Linked DNA regions of Mus musculus: region 2 is linked to region 1. The links are chromatin contacts, called in public promoter capture Hi-C maps. All regions are on one chromosome and are shown on one strand. Each heading gives the region's core, a stretch centred on a gene start, on an enhancer-like site or on the middle of the called end of the contact. The rest is flanking DNA. Distances are from core to core; before and after follow the strand shown. Region 1 holds the start of Slc12a3 (solute carrier family 12, member 3). Region 2 holds the start of Mmp15 (matrix metallopeptidase 15).

Evidence for each region. Promoter capture Hi-C pulls out the DNA fragments that hold promoters and counts their contacts.
Region 2: a contact with region 1 is called in a promoter capture Hi-C map of stem cell-derived epiblast-like cells, with 2.8 times the contacts expected there. The contact joins the promoter of Mmp15 here to the promoter of Slc12a3 in region 1. A contact is called at or near these places in 3 of 39 promoter capture datasets (hematopoietic stem and progenitor cells, pre-B cells and stem cell-derived epiblast-like cells).

Annotation. Positions count from the first base shown.
Region 1 is chr8:94,326,060-94,330,944 of GRCm38.p6, reverse strand. Slc12a3 (solute carrier family 12, member 3) reads right to left here and starts at 1,737. Exons shown (of 25, transcript NM_001205311.1): 1 at 1,432-1,737; 2 at 422-568. The coding sequence starts at 1,707. It also overlaps a transcript of Nup93 not described here.
Region 2 is chr8:95,348,591-95,353,877 of GRCm38.p6, reverse strand. Mmp15 (matrix metallopeptidase 15) reads right to left here and starts at 1,582. Exons shown (of 10, transcript NM_008609.4): 1 at 860-1,582. The coding sequence starts at 1,009.

The DNA of each region.
Region 1 (4,885 bases), core at 488-2,987:
GAGAGGAGGGATTGTCGATGTGTATGTTAGTGCTGCCCTCTAGTGGCCATGTGGGGAATTTCTTCTAATAACCCCCTAGCAGGCATTGATCCAAGAACTCTCACACCTAACAACTATTTTAATGCTCAGTTTTACGGGTGAGGAAACTGAGGCAGGAGTAGCTAAGTAACTTTCCTAAGGCTACAACACTAGTGAGTAGCTAAGCAGAGATCTTCTTAGGATTGGGTCTTGGCCAAGAGCGCCCAAGAACTGTGGGAAGCCAAATACAATTAATTGGAGGCCACTGCTGATGGGGAAACTGAGGCCCAAACTGAGCTCCAGGTCTAAACTGCTCACTAGGGCCTGAGAGTCAAAGCTGAGGCTGAATGGGGCTCTACCCCCACCCTGTCTAGACATCAAGCTCCGGGCCACAGCCACTCACCATCACCCCCTTGACCCAGCCGAAGCGAACAGGTTCTCCAGGGCTCTTCTCACTGTTGGTGCCTGTCTCATCTTCCACAAGTCCATCAGTCAGCTCACGACCTTGCCGTCCATCAAAGGCCAGGGCATGCAGGTGGCTACCTTCCTGCTGGGGGCCCAGAGACCAATAGGAGTCAGGCAATGGGGGTTAGGGGCTGGGTGTCTGTATTCAGTCTTGCCTGCCCCACTTTGCCACACAGGCAGCCCTTGGACAGCTTCCTGGGTACAATGCTACTCGAAGCTTGGAGAAACACCAGAGAGAGCAAGCAAGCTGAGCATTCAGAATGCTTCTGCTCCGGGAGGCTCCTCCCCTCTAGGGCAGAGGGCTGGAGTCTGACAAGCCTGCAGTCTGAGAAGTGACACGGGATGGGAGGTGAAGCAGTATGTCACACGCCACACACCAGGTCTCTGACACAGAGAGTCTTGAACCCAGGCCTGGACTCCAGCATGGTCATCTTCTATTTCGTATTCCTACCAACCGCAGCCTACTCTGGGACCTTCATCCCAGTACCTATCTCAGCATCCCTATTCAAACAAGGGGTCTTGTTTGGTCCCTTCAGAGGGAAGCTTTGAAACACGGAAGAGTGTTAGAGGTTAGAACATCCAACTGTTGGTGAAACCGTGAGGTGACAGGGATTGGACCCTCCAGCCTCCCAGACAGCGAAGCCGATGAGCTAATATTTGAGAGGGCTCACCATGCTCCCTCCCTCCCTCTCACAGTCTCTCCCAGCGGTGTGCAACCTGCATTTGTATAAGCAGCAGGCTATGCTATCATTGTGCTGCCGGTGCCTGGACAATATGTATTACTTGTGCCCCCAAGCTTCATGGCACCTCTGTCCACTATTCATTTGGGTGTCTTGACCCTAGAGGAAGATGCCCAGTCATTTTCACAACACGAATGACAGAACATGTTGGGCAATCATGCCAACGTTACCCAGCCAGGAAGCGGCCAGTCTTTGAACTTCTGCTTACCTTGAGGAATGAATGCAGGTCAGCCAGGGTGGGCCGCACCTTCCGGGGCTCACCGGGCAGAGCGCTGTTAGCATAGTGTTCGTAGGCCGGCACCACGTCTATGGTGTTGTAACCGAAGGTGCGCATGTATAAGGTGCTGCCGTGTGTTAAGTGGCTGGGCTGGCTGCTGTCACAGGCAGCTGGTGGGGGCTCATCGCCTCCCATCAGTGTGCTGATGGTGAAGCGCCCACTGCACAGAGCATCGCCAGGCAGCTCTGTCACGGGGAGCTCTGCCATTATGGCTCTGGGTATCAAAGGAGGGGACAAGAGTGGGCAAGGGCACTGAGGGTGGCTTTATAGGCTGGGAGGAGGCGGGAGCTTGGTCCAGACCGCCCATGGCAAGTGAGCAGGGTCTCTGCCAGGGTGGGGGGCGGAGCCATAGCAACTGCTGTCCTGCCCCCATTTATCTGATCATTGACACAGGGGCCAATTTGGAGCAGGAGGGCTGGGCTAGAGCCAGGGCCACATCCCTGAGTCCTGCAGTAGCCCTTCTAAGCCTAGGGTAGCAGAGGTTCTGCAGCTAGGACCCAGGAAGCAGCAGACATGAGAGAGGACCCAGAGAAGGCCTGCTGCAAGGTGCCTACCTACACTGCAGGTTAACAGTCCTCGTGTTGGGCACAATGTATTTCTTTCATTTTATTTACTAGTTTGAATGGATGTCATCTTAGGACATGCATATAAAAAAAAAGGAAGTCTGCCTTCCGATCTCCATCCCTCACAGTCTCAGCGTCTTTCCTGATACATTTCAATATACATAAGCCATTGTGATTAGTGGCCTCAAGCCAGACCTGCAGCCACCTCTTGACTGACAAACCTTGAGAGCTTGGTGCTGGCCACTGGCCTCTAGGGTAAACAGGCACAGTGCAGCCTGACCTACACATTCACAGGCTGGCCTACGGGGCTGTAGTTTGGAGCCCAGAGCAACTGGTCTTTCCCTCCCTGGAGCCATGCATTGTTCCCATGAAGTAGGAGATCTGGTCAGCAAAGGCTCCTAAGCCATTGCAGGGGCATTGCCCTGGGGTATGAAAGACACTCTGGGTCTTGATGATGAACTAGTGGATGTTGGATGTGTCCTAAGAAAGCAATGGACTTGTAGCTGTGAGGGGTCCCAGAGTCAGCCCTTACATTAATGGCCCCACCCATAACTATCTTTCCCTAAGAGGCTGGGCGTTCAGTAATCCATGGCTGTGGGGCACAAAAGCCTGGCATCCTGCCCTGTCTCTGGAACCACCCAGTGTTTCCCTGAATCATCTGAGGCTTAGGGCTACCCTAAAGCCCGCTCCCTCTGCCCTCCCAGACACATGTCCTGAATTTGCTCTCAGTTACTTCCCAGTGAGGTGACCCAGCCCCTTACAAGAATAGGAGACGACGGTACATGCTTCTTGCTGCTTTATTGACTATAACAAAGATTTGGAATCGACCTTGACAATCAACAAATGAATGGGTAAAAAAAACTATGTATATGTATAAACCATGTATACATAAGTTATATAAGTATAAATTATATATATGCATGCTACTTGGCTATCAAGTTAAAATGTTTTCGGGAAAATGGACAGTCTCAGTATGAATATTAGGTGAGATCATACAACTTCAGAAATAAACCACACACTCTCCCTCCTGTGGAATCTAGCCAAAAATATATGTATGCATAAAAACAAAAGTACCCGTGGGTACAGTATAACATGAAGAAAGAGCATAAGAAAGGCTGAATATAAAGGAATGAGGAAGGATGGCACAAAGAGCAGGACACAGAAAGGGGACAAAAAGCTGATGTATTCCTAGTTCTAACTCCGTCACAGTTTTTTATTTTTTGATTTGGATGGTGGACAATTGCAAAAAATACATTTGACACTAAAGGTGTAAAATTTAACATGAAGCTCTATAGCTTCTGTTTCTATGCCAATTCTAACTGTATAGAAGTTCACTAAGTTGTACTGACCTTGGGTATGGTTAAATTTTGTTTGAATATTATTATTAACTTGCAAGATTTTTTTTTTCCAGACAGTAATAGTCCTGGCTGGCCTCTAATTCACTTTGTAGACCAGGCTGGCTTCGAACTCACAGAGATCCTTCTGCCTCTGTCTCCCAAGTACTGGGATTAAAGGCGTGTGCCACCACATGTGGCACAAGATTTTTTTTTAATGAAATTTAAAATAAGTTTATGGAATTTAAAATAAGATCTGAGGACTCTTGTCACTGTCCAACAGACCAGCCAGCACCCCATGCTGTGTGGCAGCAGGAGCCCAGGGACTCAGAGAAGCCATGGTGGAGCAAGGGCTCATGGGAAGCTACAGCTACAACAGACCAGACCAGCTGGGAGGTCAGCAGACAGCTGGAGGAGTGGACCACTGGAGAAGGGTCAAGGTGTTGTGGACAACCAGGGAAGGCTTCCTGGAGGAGGCCTTTTACCTGCTTTGTTCCTATGGAGACCTAGGGTGGGTGAAGGTCAGAGGGCTGCTGTCTACTCATGGTGGGACTCTGTTCAGGCTCAGGCTCCAGTATCTTCCAGAGGAAACTAGAGGAAAGCACTCCAGGCCCTACTTCTCAGAGTCTACCCATATCCCCTAGAGGACCTGCCCCAAGGCATCCAGGCCCTGCTACCTCCAACAGGAAATTGCACTCTGGTGGGTGCTTTCAAGAGACCCAGCTGGCCCCTGGTACTCTGGGCTAGAGAGACCAGGGCAAATGTGTCTAGCTAGGAAGACGGTGTTGAGACCAGTTAGAGACCGTCCCAGAGTCACCCTACTAGCATGGAGATGCTCTCAGACCTCAGTGCTCCCTTTCATGGAGGGGCAGTGTTCCCTCCAATTTCTTGGAAAGGAAGTCAGCCACAGAGGCAGGGGCCTCGCACAATAGATTGTTCAGCGACTATCTCAACCAACCAGAGTTTCAGACACGGGCTCAATAAGTGCTTGTTGGTTGTACAGGGAATGAATGGAGACTAGAACCAAGGAGAGCTAAGCCAGGTGGAGACGAGCTTACAAGGGGTCTTTGGGGATTCCCATGGCACAGATCCTGCCTCTATTGGACATTAAGTGGCGGGCAGAGGAAGACATAAACACTTCTTTCCTCTGCCAGCTTCCAGCAGGGCTGAAGGCTTGAAGTAAGGACTCAGGGGCCAAGGACTCCTCCGGGCCAGTTTTCTACCTTGGCAGGGATGGTGAGATTTGTAAAGCCTCCCCCACGCCACCCCCCAGCAGGTCCATGGCCCTTGGGGTAGATCTTATCTTCTGAGTTTTAAATCGCCAGCTACCTGGCAAAAATCACAGCTCCCCAGCATCCCCACACCATTCCAACACACTGTGCCCTGGCAGCTACGGAAAATTCCTGATAAAGATCTTGGGATAGAAGAGGCCAGGGCTGGTTTTCAGCCAGGAGTAAGAGGCTATGAAATTGCTGAATGACCTTGGCA
Region 2 (5,287 bases), core at 333-2,832, 1.0 Mb before region 1:
AGATTCCACACCTAGTCTCCTTTCTCCTAGAGCTGGAAAGAATGATCATTAAAAGTTCGATGGCACCCAGCGCGCTAGGGGCATACACTGGAGGGAGAGGTACCCATAGGGACTCTGAGCAGAGACCGCGCCTGGTCACTTGCAGGACCAATCCAGAGAGCAGCCAGCATATGGACGTCAGCCCGGCTTCCAGAGAAAAGAGGCGTGGAGTCTACCCAGTTTCACCCAGGCCTGGGCGTAGGGACGCTGGTGTGAAAAGTGTTTCAGAAGATAGGGCCTGTCCTTCAGACCCTGTCCCTGGAGTGGGAATGCTTCAGCCCCAAGAAGTCACCAAAGCACCTTTGCAATCCGTCATTAGCCTGGGAGATTCACACCCATCCCCCAACCACCCTGGCTAGCCCGGCGACGCACGATGTCAGCCAAAGGAGCTTCAGCCAAAGCGCGAGCGCTGCGGGGCTCTTGCTCCGCCTAAGCTCTCACTACCCGCAGCACCCCACCCCTCGTCACTCGTAAAGCCCACATTGCGCGGATCCGGCTCTCGAGGAATCGCGCGGGCTAAATGACTGGAGGCGAGGGATAGGGGCTGCGGAAGCGGCTGCAGGGACTCAAGCTAGGGCGGGTCAGTGCCCCGAGCGGCTTTCAGGGTGCACAGCAGCTGCGAGCTCTGTGCTCCCAGGGCTTTGGGAAGAGGCGCGCAGCAGAGCTCTGACCAGGGAGTGGCAGCCTGCCAGTCCCGCTTTTTCAATCAGGCTCTCCAGCCCAGATCGGTCCTCACCCCCTAAGGCCGGGTGCGTCTCCCCCCACCTGCAGGTCCCCGCTGCGGCGGGTGTGGTTCGCACTACATCCCTCGGGTTCTTACCTCCGCGGCGTACACTTCGGCGTCTTTAGACGCTGTACCATGGCCCAGACAGTCCAGAAGCACCAGTAGCAGCGGGAGCAGCGAAGCTCGGCTGCTGAGGCAGCTGCCAGTGCAGCCTGGACGTCCGAGTGCGCTCCGGTCGCTGCCCATGCTCCTAGGCAGTCAGCCCGGTCCTGAGCGCTGCACGCGGGGCTAGCTGGCTGGCCCGCACCGCGTCCTCGCACGCGGCTGGGAAACTTGCGACGCTCCCTGGCTCCCGGCCCCGCGGGCGCGCGGCGGACCTCCGGCTCCCGGTGCCTGCCTGAGGAGCTCAGGTCCCCTCTGCCAATTCCCAAACCGGGTGAGAAGCGGGCAGGGCAGGTCGGGGCACGCGGGGACTCGCCCGCTGGAGAAGGGGACCGGCCGAGCTGCACGCCGCAGAGTCTCGCAGCGTCGGCGCGGTGCGCCCTGGCCCCGGCCCCCGAGAGCAAGCAGAACTCCAGAGCCTTTGTCTGGCTCAGCGCTCCGGCCGCCCGGTCCCGCGGCGCCCCCTGCGCGCCCTGCACTCTCTGTCCATGCCCAAGGTCCTCCGCGCTGCCCAGAGTGCGCGCTTCCCTCTGGCGACTCCACTAGCTGCCGCGCCCAATCGGGCCTGGATCCCCAGGCAGTCCCGGGAGGGGCGCAGGGAACCGGCCCGACAGAGCGACGAGCCCGCCAGCCAGCTAGCCAGCGCCCGGCGTCCCCGGCGAGTTTGGCTCCGCAGCCCTACTCCCAGTGCGCGGCGGGAGCCGCGGTTCTTAAAGGGCCAGTGTGCTCCCTGTGCGCAAAGCCAGGCGGAGGCTGGGGGCGGGACCTAACCCGAGGCTTCTCAGTAGCAGGTGCCGCCTGCGGTGACCCGGCAGGTGGGTGACCCTACTCCATTTTTCCTGATGGCAGTAAACCTCTCCTAGCCTGCTTAGCTCCTATCTCTGGGGAGCAGGAGTGACCCATGACTCGACCCTATGCTGAGGGAGGGCGCAAGGAAGGCGAGATCTCCCTTGGAGGGAGGCGAGAGGACATTCAGATCAAAGTGGGACAGAAAAAGACTTGGGTAAGGACCTGAAGTACTGCTTTAAGCTTTTAAACATGGCAATAAAACTCTGGGGGTGGGGGGAAGTTGGAGGAGCAAGTAAGATGGCTCAGCAGGTAAAGGCCCTGGCCACTATCAAATTTGTCAAGTACGGCGAAAAACTTCGATCTCCAGGACCTACTTGGTGAACCGATAGAACCTGTGCCACCGTAGCGCTCGTTAGACCCTACACACCCACGCAAGTCCCAGAGCAGAGTGTCTTAGTCTCTTTAGTAAATTTCCCCAGTGGAGAAGTCTGGGATTAGGGCGCCTCTGGGGCGCCTCTAGTGCTGAATGCAACCTAGAGCGCACGCTTACAAGGCGTGTGAGTCTGCATCCTTACTCCCTGCCCAGTGGATAAGAGCAACTGACTAGATTTTTTTCTGAGTTTCAGTGTTGGGCTGAGGGTTCCGGTTCCTAGTGTGCACACATTTCGTTTCCAAGAAAAGTCCATTCCACTATATTTGGTCTCTGTGCCCGCGAGGCCCATCGGAACTCCGGGTGGAAGGGCAAACCTTCTGGGGAAGCTGGGGCTGGATTTTAATTTTTACTCCGGCGTGGACGCTAAGGTGATCGAAGGGCCACGGCAACTTCGTCCAACCCCAGGTCAGCCCTAGTGTCCTTAACTGGGGGAATTGGTATGCCACTTGAGAACCAGGGCAGAAGGCAGCACACTTTATCACCTCCCCACAGACTAGAGAAATGGTGTTTACCTTCCCTGAGGGTGGTCTTTCCTAGAGTTGACTCTCTGGATGCCTCCGACCCCTCTCACCTCTCAGAATCAGGAGACCTGGCAAAGGACCTTATGGCTGGTTTGAACCCACTCACCGGCTGAAGGAAAATAAAGCATACCCATTGCCTGGCCTACTAACAGCTCGAGGAAAGGAGATGGGGATTTAGAGAAGAGGTAGAGGCAGTCTCTCCCCTTCCCACTGGTGGACCTCTCTGTTGGGGGTCCCTCGCCGGGAAAACCAGCTGCTGAATTTTCTAATTAGAAATTTGATTTTGGGGCTGGTGAGATGGCTCAGTGGGTAAGAGCACCCGACTGCTCTTCCGAAGGTCCAGAGTTCAAATCCCAGCAACCACATGGTGGCTCACAACCATCTGTAACAAGATCTGACTCCCTCTTCTGGAGTGTCTGACAGCTACAGTGTACTTACATATAATAAATAAATCTTTAAAAAAAAAGAAAAAAAAAGAAATTTGATTTTGACAAATGTCTAGTGTCTGGTGAAAAACAGCCCCTTTTCTGTTCAGGTGTACTGCATCTGTTTGCCAAATTTATTCCCAACTTTTTTTTTTTTTTAAACTGAGTTTATGGGGCTAACTCGGAATAAGAAAAAAGAAAACCAATCTCACTCGAGTCGGCAAGATTTGAGAGACTATGATAAGTCAAATCTGATGCCCCCCCCCCATTGCCGGTTGTTCTAGCTGTAGGAAATGGATCCCACCCCCCCGTCCCTTTCCCCTCCCCACCTCAAAAAAGTTTTTCCCAGACAGTATTTCATTGTGTAGCCTTGCTGTCTTGGACTTCACTCTATAGACCAGGCTGCTCTCTGATTCACAGAGATCCACCTGCTTCGCCTCCCAGGATTAAAGCCGAATACCACACCCAGCAGCAGTGGAAATGGATCTTTATGTGAGAGATTCTTCAGAAAACTCTGGATTTCAAACCAGGTCTCTGGGTTCCCGGCCCAGGTCGACTTCACTGGAATCTGGAGCATTTTGTTTCCCATCTAGGTTTGCTTTCTTATTTGTAAGAGGAGGACCCAGATTCAGCGCTCTTAACCTTTGAGCCATCTCTCTAGCCCCCATTACCTGATTTTTTTTCCCCTATCAGTTTTAGAAGTATGTAGCTATGTGGTACACTCCCATTAGCTTTGCTGTCAGTAGCCCCTAGGATGAAAGGGTCATGGGAGAATAGGTGGCCTGTTTTTCAGACTTGGAGGCAGCTCAAAGGGACGGGAATGGGTTGGAGAGATGGCTCAGTGGTTAAGAGCATTTACCTATTCTTCAGAGGATGCAAGTTTGGTTCCAAGCACCCACATCAGGTAGGTCAGAATTACCCATGACTCTGGCTCTGGAAGAACATGACCCCCTCTTCTAGCCTCCACACATACCTGTGTAGATATGCACACCCCAAACCCATCCCTGATGGGGCTTGAAAGTGCAGAACACATTATGCCTCATTTCCCTACCTCCAGCCACCCTCCCATGCCTCAGACCACCCCATTTCTTTAATCCACAAAAACCTCTATGGTGGGGAAGGTTGGTTTGACACTCTTGCCTCTTCGTATTTGAGCACTTATCACTTCAGTGACTGGTACTGTGCCAGGCTGGCAAAACGGGACCCTTTCGGTCAACAGGACAGTCTTTCGGACTGTGGGTGCCAGGAGAAGGAAGAAATAAACAAACCACGTACTTTCCCTCTCTCTTGGAAACAGAGCTGGGGTGGTCTAAAGAGGCAGAGGAGAAGGCTTCGGTGCCAGATGGAAATCAGCCAGCCAGGCCTGGAGATGAGCATCTCACCTCCCTGCCCTGCAGGGAGCAGCTGAGGTTGCCAGAGCCAGATGTGTTGATTCTGTACTCTCCCAAGCGCGATCAAATCCTCATCAAGAACAGTTCTTCCCCGAACACCACCCACCTAGCGGTGGACAAGCCTGCTCTGGCCTTCCCTCTCCAGTTGTCTCTTGGGTTTCTGGAACACTTCTCCTCTTTTGGAAGGAAGCGCCCCGGCTGCTTCTGCCTTGTCAGCGCTCCACTCTGGAGGCACACTGCATGTCTGGGTGCCTGCCAAGCAAAGGCTGCCAGCCTCCTTAGGCACGGCTTACATGCCCATCCCCCCCCCCCCCCCCCCAGCACAGCTCAGACTTCCTTCCTCCATTACCACCTCCACTCTCTATTGAAGAGCTGCTTATTGATCTTGGCCCATTTCTCAAAGTGGCTGCACTTTAACTCCACTCGGCACAGACACAGACGACCTGCAGAGCCACATCCTCCCCCAGGGGAGCAGTCCTCAGCGGTTTGGACAAGTACAAGGGCCGGGGATTCTACTCCGCACACCTCCCGTTTCCCCTCTGATCACCCAGAGGGCCAGACCTGGGCTGTTCTATGGCCCAGTTCAGGGCCTGGCACAGAGCAGGTGTCAGTAATGTGACTTGGGAAGCTAGGGTTGCCATGGTGCCTGTAGGCTAGAGAACATGCCTAGCTTCTTCTCCAGTGTGATTTCTGATGCCACTGGCACCAAACAGCAGGTCAGCTGAAGCCAGTAGATTCAGGTGTGGTGGCATTCAGGGAACAAGGCATGAATGTGTTCTGTAAGGCTAGGGAAAAGGCAGGGT